2 separate regions of the Oryctolagus cuniculus genome follow, and region 1 is linked to region 2. A link is a contact called in public Micro-C data. All regions are on one chromosome and are shown on one strand. The core of a region is the stretch at or near the end of the contact, and the rest is flanking DNA. Distances in the headings are between cores, read along the strand shown.

Region 1 (2,700 bases), core at 102-2,601, 210 kb after region 2:
AGGAGAAAACCCACAGAAGAGGAAGCCCAGGAGGAAACCACTAACTGCTGGCTGCCAGCAGTGCAGCACCCCACCCCACCCACTCCTCGCCAGACTCCCTCCTCTTCTTTACGTTTCAAGGCCGGTTTGGCTTCCACGGTCTCGTGTTCTCCCAGGTGTTTCTGGGACTGCGGGTTTTTTTTTTTTTTTTAATCAGGCAGAAGGAGGTGAGGAAGAAAGAGAAACGATGCTTGGACAGAAGAGAAACTCAGGACAAGGAGGCTGGAATAGGTCTTCTTTAGGGGATATATTCTAGGGCTTTTTTTTTTTTTTTTTGGAAGCAGGTCATAAGAGTTTGGTAGACCCTCCCCAATCAAGGTGATGGGGAGGGTGAGTGCTTCCCTTCCTCTGTCATTCCTACTTCTTTGTGTGTACCCAGGATGCCACTCACGGCACTCTGTCTGATCTTTACTTTATTCCCATGATAGGACCAGATAGCACCGCACCCCCAGGGTCAGTGCAGCTCCATCCTGGATAACCCCATGCATGCACCTCATGCCCCAGGCAGCCAGCCAGGGAGGAGAGGATGGGGGGCCCAGAAGGGGTCCCAGGATGGGGAGCAGAATTGGGAGCACTAAAACTGGTGCAGGCCTCCCCTGCACTGAAGCCTCATGGCTCAGCGCTCTGTGCCCTAGCTCAAGGCCTCCTCTCTCCCTTCCCGTCTTCTGCACCACCCTTCACGGTGCCCTACTCCCAGTCCCTCTGCCATTTCCAAGTTCTCCTCCCAGGCCACAGTCCTAGCAACCCAGACTCAGGACTGGCGCCTGGGAGGAATGCAGAAGGAACGACCACCTTTCTGTCCTAAGATCCTGTCTCTGGCTCTTCAAGGGCGTTCCCAAGCTGTTAGCCAGGGTGAAGTGGGATTGTCCGCTGATTAATGAAGCAGGGAAACTGAGGCAGGAAAAAAATGCCATGTGTGTTCAGGAGAGGTCAGAGAAAGAGTTCCCAGGACCCTCTTCCTCCTCCCCATTTCTGATCTTTAGAAGTACCTCCCCTCTGGACCCACTCCCTAGGTCTCCCAGTCCCGCCCCCTCCAGTCCCCTCCCCAGGTTCAGGGCGGGGCTGGCCGGTGAGTCAGCGGCTCTCTGATCCAGCCCAGGAGGGGACCGAGCTGGCAAAGCTGGGCGTGGGGTGCACTGGGCCGGTGGGGAGGCTGTGTCTGGAGGGAGAGGATTTGATCAGGCTTGTGTGGCGCTGAAGGGACTGCCCTTGGTCTGAGGGAAGAGAAGCCCCGACCGTGAGACCGCCTTCCCTGGTCCCGGCCCCTCCCAGTTCCCCCAGCGACTGCTGCTTCCTGGTCCCCGACGCAACCATGGCTGAAGAGCAACCACAGGTCGAACTGTTCGTGAAGGTAAAGAACACCTCCTCTCTCTGGGCCCCGGCCGAATTCCTGGAAGCCAACTCTCGGCTTTCCCCAGATCCAGCTCCGACTCTCCACCCCTTCCCTCCTTCACCCCTACCCCAAATTCCACGTGCAGTCTTTGTGGTGTGCGTGCGGAAGGAGAAGCCCATTAACTTTGAGCGGGGAATGGGAGTTGTAGAATAAACCCTGCAAAGTTTGTCAAAGAGATGGAGGAAGGCACGGGAAAGGGAGAGTTCCCAGGAGTGAGACGGTGGGGAGGGGGCGGGGGCCGGCAGGGTTTGGGAAGGGCAGCTAAGATCGGCAGGTGCGGGGGTCCAGGAGGAGGTTGGCCTGGGAAGAACTGGTGCGGTGGAAGGAACGGGAGAGGAGAATGGGAGTGGAGTTCACGGGGCAGGGCTGGAAAGCAAGGCGTGACACGGAACAGCTAGCTACACGACTGGGGAAGCGGCAGAGGGGAGCCGGTGGCCAGGGGCTGAGTTCCGCAGGAGCTGCCCTGAGGTTAGGTAGGGAGAGCTGGGTCAGGGCATTCCAGATATGGGAGTTGTTGGAGACTCGCCCCAACTCTGTCCTCCCCGTGGGGAGGGGGGGGTTTAGGATGAAGAGAGGTGGTCTCACGGCAACTGCGTGTCAACACCTCGCACAGCCTTGTCTGGGTCCGCCCCACTCCCCACCCCCGCCCAGCCCCGCATTCTTTCCCGGCCTGGGACCTGAGGTCCGAGCTCCTCCCTCCCTCCTCCTCCCTGCTCTGCTCGGTTCGCATCGCCCCATTGGCACCTTCTCCCCACCCTCCACGTCCCTGCCTCCTTTCTCTCTGCTTCCCCCTTTCGTTCGTCTCATCCTTGAGTGTTCTTGTTTCTCCCTCTGCTTTCGGCAGCCATTCCCTCTCCCTGGGCCCGCCCCCTTAGGTGTGGTCCCCACCTCACTCTCAACCTGGCCTCCGGGGCTCTTTTTCCGCCTGGGTGAGGCTGCCCGCAGAGGTCCTGGCCCTGAGTCCTGTGTCAGGAGGATTATCTGGAGCCTGAGGAGACCCCTGGCAGGGGGACCTGGGGCTGGGGGCTGGAGGGGTGGCCTTAGCTGCTCAGGCCTCGGCCTCACAGGTCCCTGCCCCCACCACTTCCTTGTCAGGAAGGAAGCTGCTGAGGCCGGAGACACAGAGATGAATCACCCTCAGCCTGGGGGGAGGTGTCCCTGGGGGGATGAGATCACCACTTGCCAGTTCCAGGGCAGCCCTCCATGCAGGGCCCCCCACCTCTGAGGACCCAGCTGCCAGAGACTGCGTGGATGGAGGTGTCGTAAGC
Region 2 (2,700 bases), core at 84-2,583:
TCACAGACCTGCTGCTGTTCTTTGGGAAGCTGCTGGTGGTCGGAGGTGTTGGTACGCGCCAAGGCCAAGCCTGGTGGGGACAGAGGGTCGGGGTGCCTGGCGGCCTCAGAGGAAAGCCCTAACCTCTAGTCCTCTCCCACAGGGGTCTTGGCCTTCTTTTTTTTCTCGGGCCGAATCCAGGGACTGGGTAAAGACTTTGAGAACCCCCACCTCAACTATTACTGGCTGCCCATCATGGTGAGTGACCCCGCCCCCTCTGCCGCACACCCCGACTTTCCAAAGGAACCTAGCAGCCCCATTGGGCTTTCTGTCTTCCAGACCTCCATCGTGGGGGCCTACGTCATCGCCAGTGGCTTCTTCAGTGTTTTTGGCATGTGCGTGGACACCCTCTTCCTCTGCTTCTGTGAGTGACAACCCCGGCCACACACACACACACACACACACACACCGTGGACACCCTCTTCCTCTGCTTCCATGAGTGACAACCCTGCCTGTGCACACACACACACACACACACACACAACAAACACCCCTGTCCAGTCCAGCCTCAAGGTTCCAGGCTGTTCAGGTGTTTCCTAGAGACTTGGTGTTTCCAGAAACAGCGTTTTGTGAACCAGGGGAGGCAGAGGGAGTCCCTTCTGACATCCTGTGCCCAGGGGTTTGGGAAGAAAGGAAAGAGCGAACCTCCCCACTTAAGGGGCCGCAAGGGGGACTTCCCAGCAGGTGGCTGTAATGAGGGCGCCTCCTTACCCCGCGGGGTGCATCACCGTGCCGCGCGTTTGCAGTTTATCCTCAGCATCACTCTAGGGTGATCCCACTTACAGTCCACAAAACCCGGAGAAAAAAACCCGGGAGCCACACAGGCCCACCCAGCGGGAGCGGGGACGGACTTCCCACCCCTTCTAACCCGTCTTCGTTGCGGCTCAGTGGAAGACCTGGAGCGGAACGACGGCTCCCGGGACCGGCCCTATTACATGTCCAAATCCCTTCTGAAGATTCTGGGCAAGAAAAACGAGGCGCCTCCGGGGGACAAAAAGAGGAAGAAGTGAGGGCCCTGGCCCTGACCCAGGACTGCACCCGCCCGTACCCTCGCCCAGCCACACTTCGCCTCACAGATCTCTATTTTGTAGTATAAAGATTTTATTAAAGATTGAGATTTTTGTTTCTCAGTCTGTGACTTCTACTCCAAGACGTCCGGCCTTTTTCCCCCTCCGTCTCGCGCCGGCTCTTTAAAAGTCGGCCCCGCCCCTCGTGACGTGGCCCGGGTGCCATAGCCAATCATAAGGCTTGGACGGAGGAATGCCGCCCAACTTCGCGCGGGTCAATTTGCTCTCCGCCGAGTCACGCGCTCCGGCGCCTTTGGGAGAACCATTCAGGAGGTCGCGCTCTCGGGCGCTACCGAATCGCATGGGCGGGCCAGGATGCTTTCGGGCCAATTAGAGGCGCGGCGGTGCGGCTGCGCGCCCCGCGGCCTGGCTGCTCGGCGCGGGGCGGGCTTGAGGGTGACAACTCGGCGTTTAAAGGGCCCGGGTCAGCTGATCGGCTCCAGCCCATGTCTAGTTTCGCGGAGAGGGTCGCGGCCGCCTGAGGAAGCGATGACCGGCGAGCGGCTGGGCTCAGCGCTCCTGGCCGGACCCTGGGCACCGCGGACGCTGGGTTTGCGGAGAGGCGGTAGGGCGCAGGTGTTTGCGGCTCTCTTCCAGCTGCTGTTGACTCTGGCCGGGCTCGAAGCTGGGGCTAAGAATGACTTCAGCCTGGTGAGTCACCCCTCGTCAATCTCCATCCCTACTGCCGCGGGTGGTCGCTGCCCGGTCCCGCGATGGGACGCCCCTCGCTTCTAGAGGCCGCTCCGCACCCGCTCTCGGCCCCTCTTCCTCCCCAGGTCCGCGTTCCTTCTCTCCCCGTGGCGCCTCTTCCGCTCCCAGCCACCAGCCTCGCTCCAAACTCTCTTTTCAGGTTCCCCTTTCCTGCACTAGGATCCCTAGTGCTTCTGGGAATCCCAGTTACCCTCACTCCCCTGAGAACCCGAGTCCGAGTCGGTCCCAGAACCCTGACTCAGGCTGGTCCGTGTTGACCCTTGCTCCTCCCCGTGGCAGGTGCAGCCGCTGGTGACCATGGAGCAGCTGCTGTGGGTGAGCGGGAAACAGATCGGCGAAGTGGACACTTTCCGCATCCCGCTCATCACGGCCACCCCTCAAGGCACTCTCCTAGCCTTCGCTGAGGCCAGAAAAATGTCGGCATCCGACGCGGGGGCCAAGTTCATCGCGCTGCGGAGGTCCACCGACCAGGGTATGAGGATGCTTGGATCCAAAGAGCAAGTGCTGGGTTGGATGCATGGGGAGCGCGCACTGCTCAGGGGCTCCCAGGGGTAGGAAGAACCTGAGGAGGGAAGGCGTCCAGGGCCGTGATCTGGACATTGGGATTGGCAATAAGTGAATGTTCATTCAAAAAATATTTATTTAGTAAAATGGCACAGTCTTACCTGTGGCGGGATCTACGCCCTGGACACCGTCCTAGGCTCTAGCCCTCTGCGACCACTGCTGGAAACCAGGTGACCCCATGGCCCAACCACAGGTGCCAGTTCCACCCCCACCCTAATGGGATTCACTGCACCTGCTTCCCTGCCTGTCCCCCCTCCCCCCGCAAAGGTTTAACAGGAGCTGTTCCCAAACACGTGCTCTCTTGATCTCTCTTTCTTAC

The links. A called contact is a pair of places that touch in the nucleus more often than the background predicts.
Region 1: a contact with region 2 is called in a Micro-C map of ear pinna, with 2.8 times the contacts expected there. The contact joins the promoter of CLIC1 here to the promoter of NEU1 in region 2. A contact is called at or near these places in 2 of 6 Hi-C or Micro-C datasets (ear pinna and psoas muscle).

The regions. Positions count from the first base shown.
Region 1 is chr5:138,879,261-138,881,960 of mOryCun1.1, forward strand. CLIC1 (chloride intracellular channel 1) reads left to right here and starts at 1,352. Exons shown (of 6, transcript NM_001082111.1): 1 at 1,352-1,390. The coding sequence starts at 1,352.
Region 2 is chr5:138,673,264-138,675,963 of mOryCun1.1, forward strand. It overlaps NEU1 (neuraminidase 1), which reads left to right and starts at 1,334. Exons shown (of 6, transcript XM_002714312.5): 1 at 1,334-1,757; 2 at 2,097-2,289. The coding sequence starts at 1,422. SLC44A4 (solute carrier family 44 member 4) reads left to right here. Exons shown (of 21, transcript XM_008262603.4): 18 at 1-51; 19 at 143-237; 20 at 319-403; 21 at 928-1,169. The coding sequence ends at 1,049.